3 separate regions of the Mus musculus genome follow, and regions 2 and 3 are each linked to region 1. A link is a contact called in public Hi-C and HiChIP or PLAC-seq data. All regions are on one chromosome and are shown on one strand. The core of a region is the stretch at or near the end of the contact, and the rest is flanking DNA. Distances in the headings are between cores, read along the strand shown.

Region 1 (3,202 bases), core at 292-2,791:
TGTTTACTCATTATGTAGCTAAGGCAACCTTTGAACTCACAGACATCCACCTGCCTCTGCCTTCCTCCTAGTGCTAGGATTAAAGGCCTGCATCACCATACTGGACCCTTAATGGACTTCTCTCAGACTTGTTCAGCATTATGAGAAAAAGGAGGAGGGGGAGATGATTCTGGGAGATTGAGCAGCCAAAGGATAAAACTGTACTCATTTCTCAACAGCAAGCCTTTGCAACCTAAGCTCCCGAGTAAAAATTTTTTAAAAAGGCAGGCTTCTTTTCCCTTCCCACAAGGGAAAACCAGAAGGGGTGGACCACTAGCCCTCTTGTGAAAAAGATGCTCCATCAGTTCATTCAAATTCCAGCCCAGCAGGTCCACTTCCTGCCTCTCCCATCCTTTGTCCATCCTGCAGAGGAGCGCTGTAGTTTGCTAGCCCCACACAGAACTCCCTAGGGCCATTCCCTCGCTCCTTGGTGACCCTCATCCCTCCGTGGCCACCAACCCTCAACCCCCCCCCCAAAAAAACTAAGAAAGTCCACCCTGCACTCCATCTCAAAATGGCGTTCCCTCCCCCAGCTCCCCCCCCCCCCCAAGAAGCCTCATTCCTCACAACATTCTAAGCTCCAGGGCTGTAAGTTTTGCATCCTCTTTTCTTCCCAGCCAGTCGTAGTGTATATTCACACCATTCTCTCTGGGCCAGATCTCAGCTGATGGGAGCAAAACCCTGTCTGTCTGTCTGCTTTCAGCTTGTTTCCATTCCATCCAGGGCCAAGCTTCCCAACTACCAAAATAGGCAAGTGTCCCAGGTTTTCCTGCCGTACCTCTAACCTTGGTTCCTTGATTAAGTACTTGGTTCCTCTCTACACAGAACTGGACTCTGTCCAACTTGTGTCTCTAGGTCTTCAAGTGTTCACTCAGGAGATGTTTTTTTATCCACAGGTCCCTGTTTACCATTGGAGTTGGTTCTTAAGGATCCTCAGAAAGCATCAGGGGAGGGAACCCTGGTCCACAGCTCTTGCCCCACCCCACCCCGATCCAGGCAGGAAAAGGAAGCCCCTTTGTATGCACAACTTGCTGACAATTGCTGGCTCTTGCCAGAGTGGCTTTCCTCTCTCAACATAGGAAGCTGCTAAGAACTGCAACAGGGCAGAGACAGAGAGAGACAGAGAGAGAGAGAGAGAGAGAGAGAGAGAGAGAGAGAGAGAGAGAGAGACAGAGAGAGAGACAGAGAGAGAGACAGAGAGAGAGACAGAGAGAGAGAGAGACAGAGAGAGAGAGAGAGAGAGAGAGAGAGAGAAAGGAGGAGCTGTCCCTTCCGAAGACAGCAGGGTTGCAGAGGCCGCACAAATGCTACTGTGAGTTATTTCGGGACCAGCAATGAAACACCGAGCCAGTCTTTGCTCTCTGAGCCAGCCACACCAGCGCGGTTCGACTTTTGACATCTTTTCCCTGTGACGAGAAACGGCTGGCTCTTTCAGCAGTTATAGGGGAAAGGGCCTGCTAACCAAAGGGAAGGAAACCCACACCACAGACCCTACAGGAAGGAAGGCCTGCGCCTGGAAACTCACAGGCAGGAGCCATTAGAGGGCAGCAAGTGTCTGGGAACCCAGGCAGCAAGAATCTCTCTCTCTCTCTCTCTCTCTCTCTCTCTCTCTCTCTCTCTCTCTCTCTCTCTCTCTCTCTCTCTCTCTCTCTCCCTCCTCCTTTCAATTACAGGGTGTCTCTAAAGGCAAAGCACCAGGCTCCAGCGTCAGCAGAAATACGAGTTGGAAAGACCCAGACCCAGGCTGTTGGAAGGGAAGGCACCCTCCAATCCCCAAAGCAGGCCCCTCTTGGCAAGGTCGAGCAGTGGCTGTGCAGGTCTCACCCTTACTGCCCCGGAACCCCCCTGGGTCGAGGACCCTGGCAGAACCAGCGCTGCTGTGCAGAGAGAGAGAGGGTGGGGAACTTGGGCACCCAGCCTTTTGTGTCACTTTGCTCCTTGGCCTCCTGCAACTCTAGGACAAAGGAGCGCCTGGGAGCTGCCAGCAGCCTGGGGGCACCACTGGGTTTGACAAGGAAGGACGAAACCTGATCCCTGCCAACGGGACAAGTCCTTGTGCTGTTCTGTGAGGTGACCCAGTTCTGAGACCAGACCGCTAGGCTCTGATCACACTGCATCTCTCACACACCCTGCTCGCACCCCTCGGCCTCCGAGGTAAGACCGTCGCATCCTTCCTTCCACCCGGACAAGTGAGAGCTGCCACTGGGGCGTCCCCTGCGGCAGCAGCTGCACACTCTAAGGTGTTGTGTTTTATTAAAAAATAAATAAATAAATAAATAAGAGCCAAAGATATGTTTGATAGAGCCAGGTATGGTGAGATGGGAGGGGTGCCTCAGCTAGCCCATGCTGAGGCATCCCCTAACCCCTGAGGTACCAGCCATAGGATAGTATGGAATAGAGTTTATTTAGGGCAGGGAAGGGGATTTGGGAAAGGAGTAGAGGGGGCGGGGGAAGAGGGAAGAGAGTTGAGGAAAGGCTGGCCAGGAACATGTGGAAAGAGGGGGAAGGGGGAAGGGGTCAGGAAGAGAAGGCGCAGAGCAAGCAGCCCCTTTTATATAAGTAAGCCAAGCCTACCTGGCTGTTGCCAGGTAACTGTGGGGCAGAGCCTAGAAGGAATACTAACATTCCTCCGTTTTGATTTAATTTTTTACAAAGGAAAAACTAGAAAGAGGTGATGGTAAAGCAGGAATCGGGTCGCCGTAATTTTTAGGGGCTTCCTGCGGACTTTGGGGCAACATGTCTCTGGGAAACCTAAGAAAATGGGTGTATGGATGTTGGTCTTAGGAAAGCTGGCTGTTTCCTTGCTGTCCAGGGTCTGTGGACCCATCTGTGAGTAGGAAGGAGTAGGCCCAGCAGCAGCGGCAGTGTCTGTGAGAGTAGATTAGCACATCTGTAGGTTACTTCACTGGAACGGTCCTGGATGTAGATTTTGAGTAAACACCTGGACTTGAAACACCCAGCTCTCCTAAGACTACACTCAGGGGAAAGGGATGGCTCAGCATAGGCCTGCAGAGACATCCTTGGCGCTCTCTCTCTCTCTCTCTCTCTCTCTCTCTCTCTCTCTCTCTTTCTCTCTCTCTTTGGTTTTTCAAGACAGGGTTTCTCTGTGTAGCCCTGGCTGTCCTGGAACTCACTCTGTAGACCAGGCTGGCCTCGAACTCAG
Region 2 (3,471 bases), core at 409-2,908, 290 kb after region 1:
TTATTTCCAGCACTCCATGGATAAACATCTTGACTTCCTCAAGTTCAAGGTCAGCCTGGTCCTCATAGCAAGTTCTAGGATAGCCACAACTATATACATATCATTTATATTCACTCTCTAACTCACCCAAAACCCCAAAATTAGATTATTTTAGTAACAGATAGCACAGGATTTCAGTGCAAATATTTTACTGTTTAAGAAATGAGAACTATATTTTAAATATAATCACAAACTTACCAATATTTAAATCAGCAACAATAATTCCTTAATGCTCTCTAAAGTATAATCAGTATTCCCTAAATGTATTTTTAAAAATATCAGATGTGCCTTCTCTTCCCTTTTTCTTCCTAAAAGTAGGTATAGGCTATATGTTGTGGTTGTGTGTATGAGTGGGTGTTGTGCACATGAATAAACAGGCATGTGTGCATACATGCGCATACGGAGACCAGCAGTTAATACTGGCTCTCCCCTTTAGTCTCTCTCCACTAGTTACACTCTGAGACAGGATCCCTCACTAACCATCTGGACAATAAGCTTCAGGAATACACCTTTCTCCACACCTCCCCTCAGCGTTGGAGTTACAGATTCAGACCTACTACACTCAATTTTATTTGTTTTGATTTTGAGGCAGGGTCTTACTGTGTAGCCCTATCTGGCCTTGAACTCATAGAGATCTGTCTGTCTCTGCGCCCCGAGTATTGCCTGGCCTGAACCCGTGTGCTGGTTGTCCAAACTCATGGCAAGCACTTCACTAACTGAGCCATCTCCCATACTTCATTCTCTTCCCCCTCTTTTGAGACAACTCATTTTGTAGTTCAGGCTATCCTGTAACTCAATGTATAATAAATTAGGCTAGCCTGGAACTTGTAGCTCCCCTCTTGCCTCTGCCTCCTGAGTGCCAGGATTACAGACATGTATCACCTTGTTCAACTTCTATCCTAAACATTGTTGTTGTTTTGCTTGTGAGTTGGTTGTGTTTTTCTTTTCTTTTTTAGAATTTATTAATCACATTGACAGATGAACAAACTAAAATTCAGTTTCTTTTTATTTTTAAAGATTTATTTATTACTGTATCTAAGTACATTTTAGTGGTCTTCAGATGCACCAGAAGGAGTCAGATCTCATTACAGATGGTTGTGAGCCACTATGTGATTGCTGGGATTTGAACTCAGGACCTATGGAAGTGCAGTCAGTGCTCTTAACTGCTGAGCCATCTCTCCAGCCCTTGTTTTGTTTTTCAAGACAGGGTTTCTTTGTGTAGCTCTGACTGTCCTGGAACTAGCTATGTAGAGCAGGCTGGCCTCAAACTCAGAGGATCCTCCTGCCTCTGCATCTATCTCTACCTCTGGAGTGCTGGGATTAAAGGTGTGCACCAACACCGCTGAGCTGAGCTCTCCCTTCAACTTTTACGGACAGTAGCTGGGTTTCTTGTGGTGGTGGTGGATTTTGTTTTGTTTTATATTTATTTTATTACTTTACGGGTATCAGTATTTTTGTCTGCATGGATATATGGGCACTATGTGCCCATGGGGGCCAGAAATAGGCATCAGATTCTCTGGAACTACAGTTCATACATACAGTTGCAAGGTGCCATGTGTCTGTTTTAAGGAACTCACAGAGCTGAAATCCCCTTGCAGTTCCTCTTAGGAACATTTCCTTAAATAAATGTTTAGTCATGGAATACTTTATCACAAATTCAACAATCCCCGCCTGCCGTCACTGAGATAGACCCACACTCTACACAGCAGTAGCAACAAGACTGCAGAGGGTCGTTCCTCAGGGCCTATTACCAAGGCAGCCCCTGAGAACAGAGAGCATGGTCAGGAGATCTTGATGCTAATCTCAAATAACCACTATTTAACTTTACATCCTAACTGAGCAAATTCTCCCCTGTATGCCAATGCAAAGGCTGCAAAGTGAATGAATAGGGTAGTCCAAACAACCTTGAAATTTCCTTCTGCCTTTTTGTTTTGTTTATTTGTTTGTTTTGTGAGACAGGGTTTCTCTGTGTAGCCTTGTCTGTCTTGGAACTTACTCTGTAGACCAGGATGGGCTTGAACTCACAGAGATCCACCTGCCTCTGCTTCCCAAGTGCTGGGATTAAAGGCATGCACCCCACTGCCCACTTCCTTTTTAAGATTCAATGTGTTTGATATTATATTTAACTTTGTTTTAAAAGTCTACCTTCTATATCTTCTATATCTTGTGCTCCCTGTCAACAAATTCAACCACCTGAGGGGGGGATCCCCAAATTAACAGAGCTGTACTTAATATGCAGAGACTGTTTTGCTAGTCCTTGTTTTCTAAACAATACTATGTAACAGCTTTTTAAATAGCATTTACATTGTTACAAGACACCTAGCCCAGACTGAAAGTACATAACAAAGGGCTGGGGGGGGAGCCCTGCTGGCAAAGTGCTTGCCCTGGGTTTGATCTCTAGCTCTGAAGGAAAAAAAAAGGGGGGGGGGAGTTTCCACTCCAGATCCCTGGAAGTGAAAACCAGGAGTCAAATTTCAACATCACCCTGCCCTGCATAGTTTAAAGATAGCCTGGCCTACAAGACTTGGACCAATCCTCTTTTGGTACTGACTGATGGATGCAGAGACAACTGGCTGGTTATACTGTATGTCATGGTGTTATTTGCAAAGATTAAAAACATATCTATTGCAGGAGACATTGTATCATTTGCAATCAAATAACCAAACCCTGTCCATGATGGTGCATGCCTTTGATCCCAGCACTGAGGAGGGAGCGGCCATCAGATCTGTGAGTTCAAAGCTAGCCTGGTCTACAGACTGAGGTCCAGAACAGCTAGGGTTACACACACACACACACACACACACACACACACACACACACTCAAACCTGCCTTGATAAATAAATAAGCAAATAAATAAGCAAACAAAACCAGCCCAATAGCACCCTTAAGTTGCTCATTGGCCTTTCTAAGCTTCACTATCTTAACTGAACTGCAATTCTTTGTTTTGGACAAGATCTTTCCTACAAGACAAACCTTTAAAGAGTCCTCTCTGTGATAAAATTCAGTGTCACCTCTGGAGACTGGTAGGTCCTCAAGCTATGCCTGTTACATAAATAAATGGTGGGGTCCGTAATCTGGGGCTTCATATCATTGTCCCATCTACCTTACAGAGGACCCTGCCCAGCAAAATGAGCCAATGCATGTAAACACACAATTTCTATTTCATAATTAAAATATAAAATATTACTTGCATGTGAAAACATTGCAAGTAGACAGAACCTTGCTGCTAATGTTTGGCAAGGAACGAGTGGTGGGCATTTTTCTTTTCTACTTGTAATTTCATCTCTCTTTGTAAGGTGTGTATCTCTCCATCCCTGTTTACTTTCTCTCCTCTCTCCAGTACCAGGGATCAGACCTAGCACCTAGCTCATGCTAGGAAAGTACTCTACCACTGAGCTATCTACACCAGCCCTCTTTTTACTTTTTTTTTT
Region 3 (3,305 bases), core at 19-2,518, 430 kb after region 1:
TTTCATTTTCAAGAGAATAATTTAAAAGTGTACTTGTGCCTGGTGCTTATTTTTTATTTCTTTCTAAAAGACCAGTTTGAGTTCAGTGAGTTGGAAGGGAAGGAAAGATCTCATAAAACTGTCCGTGCACGGGGTGTTAAATAGCAGTCCGGCCTCTTCTCCTAGTGCCGCTTCTCAAATTCATGATTTGGTTCGTGATCCTTTATCACTTGGCTGGCTGGATGCTAATATTTTTAACAACCTTTCTTCTCTTCTGGCAGTGGGAACGTTTATCTATTCATCTTCTTTTGGAGATGAAATAAATACCAAAGTTTTCTCTGAGATGCAGGCAGTGTGATGTTTTTGACATATTTTGTTAAAATATTTCAAAAGCTTAATCATACTGGGTGAAACTAGTGGAAGGCATCAAAACCCAGAGCATCATGCTTGCCCACACTTGAACAGCCCAGTGGTTATGAGAGCTAAGAACTAGGTCACAGCAAAGAAGGGATAGGTGTGTTGGGAGCAGGATGAGAAATGGAGAGTCTAGCATCATCTCTTCTACTGGGTCATTGGCCCAGACATGGGTGTGTGTCCTGTCCAGTGTTATAACAGGAAATTAGCAACGTGAAGTAGGATTCTGATTTCCAGCTCTAGATCACAGATCGAGACCCGCAAGTGTGCCGGCTGCACTTCCCTGGGCTTTCTGCCTCACTGTTTTCTACCTTTGTGTAAATATCCAGCCTGTCCGACCAGTTTGGGCTGCACAAGCTGGTGCTAGCAAACACTGAAGCGTGCCCACTCGGCAGCCAGCCTTTCTCTGACTTGTTAAGGAAGGCAACGTCTGTTCCCCTCACCCCCTTCAATGAGGAAATGAGCTAGCAGCAAGGAAACCTTTGCCTGTGTGTGTGGCACGGAATCACCATCTCTCCTTTGGTGCCCATGTGCCCCCCTTGAACTGTTCTTTACTGCTCTGAGGGTTTGGGGTCCTGCACAGTGAGGGTATTGGTCTTTGGGGAGATTTTCTATTTTCCTCTGGCCAGATTCTGTTTCATAACGGGCTCAGAGGGAGTCAGCAGTACATTCTTAGGTTCCGGGTTTATGTAACCCAGCCTCACTCTGGGGGAGCTGCAGCCAGCTCTACAGGTGAGAAAACTGAGGGCCAAGATTAGAACCTGCTCTTCCAAGGCCCCCTCCCTGCCCCGCTGGCCGAATTAGAACAGCGAGGCTCTTCCCTCAAAGCACTTGATTGTGTCATCTGTGGAAAGCACAGGCCATCTGTGCTGCACACCTGCCCCATTTAAGATAAAAGGCAGCCGTGAGTGCTGCAGTCATGGAGAAGGAGCTCTGGTGGTTTGGTTGGGTGATGAGTCTCTCAGCTCATTTGTCTTCTTCCTCCAGGTCCAGATTCCTCCTACTTCCTCTGATGTTTCTCATGGTCCTGAACGGTACAAGGTGTCCCCAGATGGTGGAGACCTCTCTACTAACATTGTCTTCCCCTCCACCCACAATAGTGCTCTCTGCTTTTTCCTTTGGGCATGAGGTGACCATCTTGAAAGGCCCAACCTAAGTGTTTCTTGTTCCTCTTCTGGAAGGGCTAGGGAGTGGCAAGCATTGATTCATCATTGGCTTACTATGAAGATGGTTATCTTTTCCTCCCCCACAAAAGGAAGATGAGTGAATGAGGAGGTTCTGACATCTTTCAGAAACCTAAGAAGAACCTCCTGCCAGGCTGAGGTGACAAATGGTCTCAGTGACTTGAGCATTCCATTCTACCATGAAACGTAGGTTTGGGCTTGGTTTGACACTGTTATTTTAGCCCTTGCTGCAGACAGTCTTTCTCTGTGGTGAAGCTGGCAGTGAATTCCCACAGAGGTAATGGCTCTGAGCCAGTGAGGCCACTTTGAGAGTAGTGACTTCATTTGGGGCCCCATCACCTGAGTCTCATTTTCAAGTCAAGACTGCCTATAGGTGTGTACTTTGGACTGCAGGCTACAGGGAGAAGTTAAGGAAAATGGGGCAGTTTAGCTTATCGAAGAAACTGCCTGAAGTAGAGACTGTTGGGTGGAATTTGATGAATAATATTGCTTGACTAGTAAAAAGAGCCTCTGGTGTCTTTGTTTCTCAAGAATAAGTTATTTTTGTTTGTGGGTTTTTTTTTTTCTTTTTTTTAGACAGGGTTTACCTCCCAGGCTGGCCTTAAACTCCTGGCCTCAGCATCCCTGGTAGCTAGAACAAAAGGCGTTGACCTCAACTGGACAAGTGTGCAGAAAGAATGTATACAAAAGGTAGTAACTGAGAAGTTACTTTAGGGGAAAAGTATAGGCAATAGGGGATTAAGTAGTATATGGAGTCAAAGGTCTAGCTGTTAGAACCCTGTCTAGAGTGAAGATTGACATGTCCTGATTATGAGTCAGGACAGCAAGGAGAGCTACCTGTTGCAGCCACTCAGTGCAGGGTGAGGGAGCTGTACTTTCTAAGGCAACAGATGACAGCCAGAGGATGCCATCCACCTCTCTATGAAAGCCACTGCAGGAAGGGGAAGGAGAAGAATGTAAGAGCCAAAGTCATTTGTGTCCCCAAAGGATAACTGGAACTTGGAGGAAAAAAAAATACCTCTCAAGTATTGGAATCGCAGCTCATTTCTTCAGTGAGGAAGTTTTGTTTTGGGGTCTTACACAGAGCCAAGAAAGAAAAGAAATTGTCGCTCAGTGGATAGATGAGGATAGAATGCCTTTTCTAATCTCTTGAAGAAACATGACACAGGAGACCAGAAATTAGTGGTCCAGCCTGCTGGGATGAAACTCTGAATTTAGGATGAGAGATTGGCCCTGAGCTGACGATGTAGTTCCTGGAAATATATATTAATAAGGAATGTGAAAGCAGTGCATGCCTACTTTGAAGTAAGATTCTCCATCCTAAATAAAGTTGATCTTTCCTTCTATACTGGCACCATCAGAGTACCCTCGACTTTGGGGTCATGTTACCTGAGTATTGTGGGGAAAGTGAGTCTCAGGAAAGTAGCCTGCGATCATGGAAGATGTGGTCTCTGCAGGGGATGTCGGAATGAATACATTTCAATCTTAGGACTAAGGGTCAGTTTCACCTTGTTATAGCCTCCACGGGGCCACACAGTCCTATGAAAGGACTTGGACTTACCTGGTGGGTAGGTTTACTATGTGCAGGGCATTTTACCCAAGCACCAGAGATGCCCTGGGAGCAGCCAGCCAAGACATTCCCACAGAGAGCCTGCAGACAGAAAGAAGGTTTTTGCCTCATGCCCTGCTGACTCCTAGACGTTTCTGAGAATGCTGCTGTTGGGTCAG

The links. Hi-C and Micro-C count contacts between places; a contact is called where the count stands out from the background. HiChIP or PLAC-seq counts read pairs in DNA pulled down with a chosen protein or histone mark.
Region 2: a contact with region 1 is called in a Hi-C map of bone marrow-derived macrophages, with 24 read pairs. The contact joins two enhancer-like sites. A contact is called at or near these places in 18 of 39 promoter capture datasets (the 3T3-L1 cell line, the C10 cell line, the HPC-7 cell line and 13 more), 6 of 484 Hi-C or Micro-C datasets (bone marrow-derived macrophages, cerebral cortex, embryonic stem cells and 2 more), 13 of 115 datasets of contacts at active chromatin or transcription factors (bone marrow-derived macrophages, cardiomyocytes, craniofacial prominence and 9 more) and 1 of 9 other capture datasets (adipose tissue).
Region 3: a contact with region 1 is called in an H3K27ac HiChIP or PLAC-seq map of T-cell acute lymphoblastic leukemia, with 13 times the contacts expected there. The contact joins two enhancer-like sites. A contact is called at or near these places in 2 of 484 Hi-C or Micro-C datasets (bone marrow-derived macrophages and epidermal suprabasal cells) and 7 of 115 datasets of contacts at active chromatin or transcription factors (T-cell acute lymphoblastic leukemia, acute myeloid leukemia, bone marrow-derived macrophages and 4 more).

Annotation. Positions count from the first base shown.
Region 1 is chr13:37,481,295-37,484,496 of GRCm38.p6, forward strand. All of the region lies in intron 1 of Gm40914 (a long non-coding RNA gene), which reads right to left. Among named protein-coding and RNA genes, the nearest start is that of Gm40914, 4.4 kb to the right of the region's middle. Within about 2 kb of position 1,542, at least 166 of the 459 cell types and tissues checked have an H3K27ac peak or open chromatin away from gene starts, as enhancers often do. A contact at or near this core is called in T-cell acute lymphoblastic leukemia and bone marrow-derived macrophages, where this site is marked.
Region 2 is chr13:37,771,248-37,774,718 of GRCm38.p6, forward strand. No RefSeq gene overlaps it. Among named protein-coding and RNA genes, the nearest start is that of Gm31600, 11 kb to the left of the region's middle. Within about 2 kb of position 1,659, at least 10 of the 459 cell types and tissues checked have an H3K27ac peak or open chromatin away from gene starts, as enhancers often do. A contact at or near this core is called in bone marrow-derived macrophages, where this site is marked.
Region 3 is chr13:37,907,508-37,910,812 of GRCm38.p6, forward strand. All of the region lies in intron 5 of Rreb1 (ras responsive element binding protein 1), which reads left to right. Among named protein-coding and RNA genes, the nearest start is that of Rreb1, 20 kb to the left of the region's middle. Within about 2 kb of position 1,269, at least 47 of the 459 cell types and tissues checked have an H3K27ac peak or open chromatin away from gene starts, as enhancers often do. A contact at or near this core is called in T-cell acute lymphoblastic leukemia, where this site is marked.